Linked DNA regions of Mus musculus: region 2 is linked to region 1. A link is a contact called in public Hi-C data. All regions are on one chromosome and are shown on one strand. Each heading gives the region's core, a stretch centred on a gene start, on an enhancer-like site or on the middle of the called end of the contact. The rest is flanking DNA. Distances are from core to core; before and after follow the strand shown. Region 1 overlaps Ppm1l (protein phosphatase 1 (formerly 2C)-like). Region 2 overlaps Ppm1l (protein phosphatase 1 (formerly 2C)-like).

What was found. Hi-C and Micro-C count contacts between places; a contact is called where the count stands out from the background.
Region 2: a contact with region 1 is called in a Hi-C map of the G1E-ER4 cell line, with 3 times the contacts expected there. The contact joins two enhancer-like sites. A contact is called at or near these places in 1 of 15 datasets of contacts at CTCF or cohesin (the NIH/3T3 cell line), 24 of 484 Hi-C or Micro-C datasets (the G1E-ER4 cell line, Sertoli cells, brain and 17 more) and 3 of 115 datasets of contacts at active chromatin or transcription factors (embryonic basal ganglia, embryonic forebrain and pancreatic cancer cells).

What each region holds. Positions count from the first base shown.
Region 1 is chr3:69,339,287-69,342,198 of GRCm38.p6, forward strand. The region is part of intron 1 of Ppm1l (protein phosphatase 1 (formerly 2C)-like); the gene reads left to right. Among named protein-coding and RNA genes, the nearest start is that of Ppm1l, 24 kb to the left of the region's middle. Within about 2 kb of position 1,380, at least 14 of the 459 cell types and tissues checked have an H3K27ac peak or open chromatin away from gene starts, as enhancers often do. A contact at or near this core is called in the G1E-ER4 cell line and cortical neurons, where this site is marked.
Region 2 is chr3:69,468,561-69,471,472 of GRCm38.p6, forward strand. The region is part of intron 1 of Ppm1l (protein phosphatase 1 (formerly 2C)-like); the gene reads left to right. Among named protein-coding and RNA genes, the nearest start is that of Gm52607, 7.9 kb to the left of the region's middle. Within about 2 kb of position 1,356, at least 50 of the 459 cell types and tissues checked have an H3K27ac peak or open chromatin away from gene starts, as enhancers often do. A contact at or near this core is called in the G1E-ER4 cell line and cortical neurons, where this site is marked.

The sequences.
Region 1 (2,912 bases), core at 130-2,629:
GAGGTCAGAGGACAACCTTGGATGTGTGGTCTTGCCTTCCACCTTGTTTGCTGCTGGGTACCTCAGGTTAGTTGGTCTGTGAAGTCCCAGTGTTCCCCCTGTCTCTGCTTCCTGTCCTGCCTCAGGAGACTGGTATTTCAGACCGATCTTATCCTGCTGTATTTTGGTTCTGGCCATCTAACACAGGCCCTCACACTTGGGTGGTAAGCCCCTTTGACCCATGGAACCATCTTCAAAGACTAAGAAAACAACCACTTTAAAAGAAAAGTCTTTTGCTTCATAACCTTGTAAGTCTGACAGTAATGGGAAAGGAGTATTCCTTTATATAACACAAACCACTAAAAGCTAAACATTTGAGACAACATGAAAGTATGCTCAATAAAAAAAAATTAAGTTCTTGGTGCTGGAGAGATGGTTAAGTTGTTAAGAGCATTGGCTGCTCTTCCAGAGGACTTGGCTTCTGCCTGGCATAGCCATCTGTAACTCTAGTCCCAGGGGTTCTGATGCTGTCTTCTGACGTCCCTGAAGTGGTGCATAGAGAGGTATGCAGGCAGAACATGTATAGCATAAAATAAAAATACTAACAATGATTATTTTTACTCTAGATCTCCAGCCTTCCTTCTTGTGGGGCCACCATCACCAGTTTCCAGTTGCCTCTTGAGTGATATTTTAAGTGTGTGCAAATGCACCTGCTCGATTCTAGATCTCCTTTTAAATAAACAGCAGCGTGGAAGCTTCCGTGCCCTGTGTTTCTCACTCGATGTTTTGAGGATTAACTCAGACAGATCTGTTGGGTTCCTCTTCCTGGCTATTCAGTATTTCATTACACAGACGATCTCTTGTTTAACCACCCATTGCTGATGGACATCCACACTTCCCACAGTCTTTGCCTTTACAGACAGTCCTACATACTCGATGCTCTTTAGGTTGGCCTTTCCCACATGGATCTTGTAGTAGGAATTCCCAGAAGTTTAATTAATGTGTCAAAGAGTATGTATGGTTCCAATTTTGATGCTTCTTGCCAAATGGAGTTCCACAGAGGGCGACTAATTTATATTTCGTTAGTGCTGATCTCAAAAGATGAGTGCTTTCATACACAAGAATGTAATGCCGAACTCCAGAAGCTGACCCGCCCTTCTCTGTCTAGAATAAAATATGTTCATTGCACCCCTGCGCTAGCTGGCCCCCCAAGCCGGGGGTGTTCTTCCTCCACATCTTAATATAGTCAAGCTCTTGTGATTTAAGTCTCAGTAAAATGATGAGAACAGATCAGGATTCAGTTTTTTAGCATTTGGAGTTTGAGGACAGTCTGGGTTATATATCTTGATTAACTCCAAGGCCAGCATAAGGTGTGTGAAACCCTATCTCAAAAAACAGACAGACAAACACAGACACACAGACCAACAGACATCTGGATGTGTGCCTATGTTAGCTTTGTGGTGGAGGGCTCAGGGCCCCAGGTTCGGTCACTGGCACTGGAAAAGGAAGTTCCCAAGGCCCTTTTCACTTTCTCTCTAGATAGAGTACTGTAGTTTCTAATGTTTACTTTTGGCTTTTGAGATGAGTCTTGTATAGTTAAGGCTGGCCTCAAACTTCCCACATTGCTGGCCTTCCTGCTTCTACCTCCTATGTGTTAGAAATGCAAGCCTGGCTTATTTGGGCAGATCTCTGTATATTTTAACTTTGGTCTTTGCTGGCTGGATAACTGTAAACACTTTTCTTTCCTTTTCTTTTCTTCTCTTTTCTTTTCTTTTCTTTTCTTTTCTTTTCTTTTCTTTTCTTTTCTTTCCTCTTCTTTTCTTTTTTCTTTTTTTTAGTTGTGAGTCTGGGTATCTTCTGGAAAGTCACTTGCTAGTGTTCTTATCTGAATAGCCTGTAGAACCCACATTTAATTTCTATAGCATGTTTTTTTCTGATCAAACTGTAAGAATTGTTGCTCTGGGAAGGAACTCTTTGCTACACATGTTACTAAGTATGGATGTTCATTATTCATAGTTTGACTTCAACTTTTGTTTTTGTTTTTCCTTTTTTTTTCTTTGTACCTAACACTCAAGCTATCAGACTTAGTAATTGATTGTCCTCAGGCTTATTTAGAAAGCAGTATCCTATTTAGAGATAATAATGACCTGTTGCATTTCTAGTATTTTAATGCATTAATTATTTTTACCTCTGATCCATCAGAAATATGAGTGTGCAGTAGTTCAGTCTTAGTTCTCTAGTTTACCACAAGAGCTTAGTTTCCCACCTCTGGGGTGCGGTAGCATTGGTTGGGGCTGCCTGTCTTCTATGTACTGCCTTTCATGCAGCCAGCATAAGCAGTGTCGTTTTAAATCTTCATACTCACAGGCATTTAAAGACCAGTGGAACTGCCCATTTCCATAAAGTGGTGGTGGAGTCCGCCTGTGTAGCTTCCTGGCTGAGACCCTTTGTGAGACAGAGTTCCGATGCCTGTTTAATTGCACCAGCTGTTATCGCTGTATTTTGGTGGCACTTACACTCATGAGTGATGTGCTGTTTGCGTTGTTTGGCATTACGTTTGCTTGTATGAATTTAGATGATCAATTTTAGCATTCAGAGTTTTATTAATCTTCTCATCTCATTCAGCACCACAGAAATTAAGCATGCGTCTTTAACTGTAGCCTGCAAACATCTTAGCTGGGTAAAAATACAGCACAGTTCTTGGCAAACGTGTTGATTGTAAATATGTAACAAGAGGAAGTAAGTTGGGAAGGCAAATTGGCCTGGTAGGGAAGCAGCTAATGTCAGGGGTCTGAGCACTTGGGGGGAGGGGTCTCTGTTAGATTAGAGCAGTGGTTCTCAACCGTCCTAATGCTATGACCTTTTAACACAGTTTCTCATATTATGGTGACTCCCCCATCAATAAATTATTCTCATTGCTACTTCATATCTGT
Region 2 (2,912 bases), core at 106-2,605, 130 kb after region 1:
ACTGCTCTAAATTGATCCTTAACAGTAACGTTTGTAACCTGTCATTTCCATGCTGGCTGTAATGCGTTTAGGAAATGATTCTTTGCATGCACGTATTACTGCAAAAATAATCTGCCGTGACTGGAAGCAGAGGACCAAGTCCTTAACTTCATCATCTCAGGAAGTCCTCAGATCTGTGCCTTAATGAGATAAAAATGATGCTACCCTGTTTTTAGAGGACCCTGAGGTTTAGTTACACCAGCCAACTTCTGTAGTAACCTCAAATGTAATTATCAGTGAAAGAGAAGCAGGCACTTGAGAGGAGGAAATGACTTACACAGAGGTGTCTGCTCCTGGGTTGAACAGTTGTTTCCGGGGAGAGAAGACAGAACCCACTCAGACCGTCCACTGCCCTTTTCTGGGGAGGGGAGGGGGCTTAGAAACACATGTCCTGTATCAAGGACCTCTGAGGCAAGGCCTTGACTGAGAGTCTCGTCCACTGTCATATCTGGTCCTATTCTCTCATGCATCCTTGTTTCTTTTCTCTGCAGATGCATAACTCACACAGACACCCCCCCCCCCCATTGCTAGGGGTGTGAGAGGTAGGTCCAGTCAAGGAACTGCCACCAGATGTCATTCTGACCTTAAATGGGGTCATCATGATAGCAGTCTCTTGAGCCCCCCCCCCCCCCAACTTGCACAGCTTATTACAGATGTAGGGCCTGGGTTGGTGGAGGGAGTTCCTTAAGGCGGCAAAGCACTTATGCTTGTTTTCATTTCAGATATAATCCAAGGAGCTTGGTATAGCCCTATAAATAATCATAGATGCTCCCAGGATGCCTCATAGCACATAGTATGTCTGCAAATGAACCAAGAAATCAAGAACCATTAGGTATTCTACCTAAGGTCAGCGGTGTGCAAATAGACACTCTGACGGCTGACAAGGGGACCAGGGACTTTTTGCTGTATCTCTGCTTTGCCTGAAGCTCTGTGTACAAGGAACACCCCATGACTGAAAGCAAAGATAAGAGCCCCTAGCCTGTGCTACTTTAATACAGCAAGTTGGCAGAGACCCCTAATCAAAGCTGGGCTGTGTTATCTCTTCTATCCAGAAGCGCTCTCAAGGAAGTAATGTTGGGGAAGCAAAGGAATTTCTACTTGTGCCTTTGAAGTTGTATGGTCTGCTGTGGCTGGTGTTAAGTCGTGCTTTGAGGGGTTTAAAAGCAGGGAGCAGCCATAGAGTGAGAATATAAGGCAACTGTTTGTGTAGCTGTGTTCAAGGCCTAAATTTAGCTTCTGTAAGATATTTGTTAACCTCCTTTCTGTAAGGTACCCTCCATCTGCTGCCTGCTCCCTCCCCCCCCCCCCCCCCCCGCTTGCCACCAGCCTCCCTTCGTGGCTGTCTGACGTCCTTCTTTACATTGTAACTGTGGCTATGGTCCAATGCCAATGACTCTGCATGGCAAATTAGAGACAAACCTTTTGGCAGTGAAACCCTTACAAGCTATATGGTTTGTTTTTTATGCCAAAAAATATTTTGGGGTTTGTGGCATCTGTTATTTCTATCATGTATATGTTAGTGATTAGCATGTCTGTAAGAAAAGCTATTTGCCTGTCTCCCCCTATAGCCAGTCAAACGAAACCAGTCACTGATGGTCAGTTTTAATTGGGGATTATGTGAATTTATTATGCTAATTTCCTTTTTTGTAGGTTACCATGGGGATCAGGGGGTTTGTTCGGTTTAGGGCTCACAGACAAGGAGCAGTAGTGTAAGCGGAATGAGTGTCAGGCACGTACTAGATAGTAGTACCCAGTGAGGGCATATGGAACGGATTAAACAGGAGGATGGAGTGGCTCTTGTGAGGATCCAGCTCATGACCTGCTGTGCAGTCATCTAATCCATGTCCTCTCTGAGGACAGCAAATGAATTACATCCCTGACCCAGACAATCCTTTAAAAGAGAGATTCAGGGCCAAGGAGATGGTTGACCTGGTAAAGGTGCTGTCTGCCTAACCTCACAACCCGAGGCCCGACCCTGGAGCCCACATGGAGGAAGGGCTCCACAGCGTGTCCTCACCTCCATATGCATGCGCGCATACACTATGTAAATAGTATAAACTAGCAATTTAGAGCATTAGAAGTGGCACAGATTGCAGTTAGATAGATGATCAGGGCTCCAGGGCCAGAGACGCACTTCCAGTTTGTATGACTTTGGTTGTGTTACTTGCTTTTTATCCTCTGTGGTAGGACCATGGGTGTAGCCAGGCTCACTACTATTCTGCCCGACACCCTTCTTCACGTCAGACAACAGATCACTTACTCTCCTGAACGAAGGACTGGTGCACTGGCATCTCACCCCGTTGGGTAGAGCTTGGTTCAGGAGATATGACTAGATGAAGCAGGGCCAACTAGAGACTCTCTGTGGTGTTCCTTCAGACCAAACCTGACTGGTGTTGAGGACCTGAATCTGACTCTGAGAGGCTGGTCCTCATCGTCTTCTCCCGTTGTTGAAAAGGAAAGACATATAAAGGACAGTGACACTGTGTTTTGATGATTGTGACCTTTCCAAGATGGGAACTTAATCCCCAACATAGCAGTCCTAGGGACTTTAGGGGGTGATGTAGTCTTGAGGGCAGAGCCCTCACAAATGGGTTTAGTGAACTTCGAAGAGCTGAAGGCAAATAGCTAGGCCTCTTTTGTCCCTCTGTCATGGTTGCCTTGTGTGGATACCTACATAGCACCATAAGAGACAAGGCTTGATCTTGGAGCTTTCTTCTTCTGGAACTATAGGAAAGTGAATTTCTCTTTATATGTTACTTTGTCCTGACTAATTTTATGCCAACTGGTCCCATGCTAGAGTCATATGAAAGGAGGGAGCCTCTCTTGAGAAAAATGCCTCCATAAGCTCCACCAAAAGGGCATTTTCTTAACTA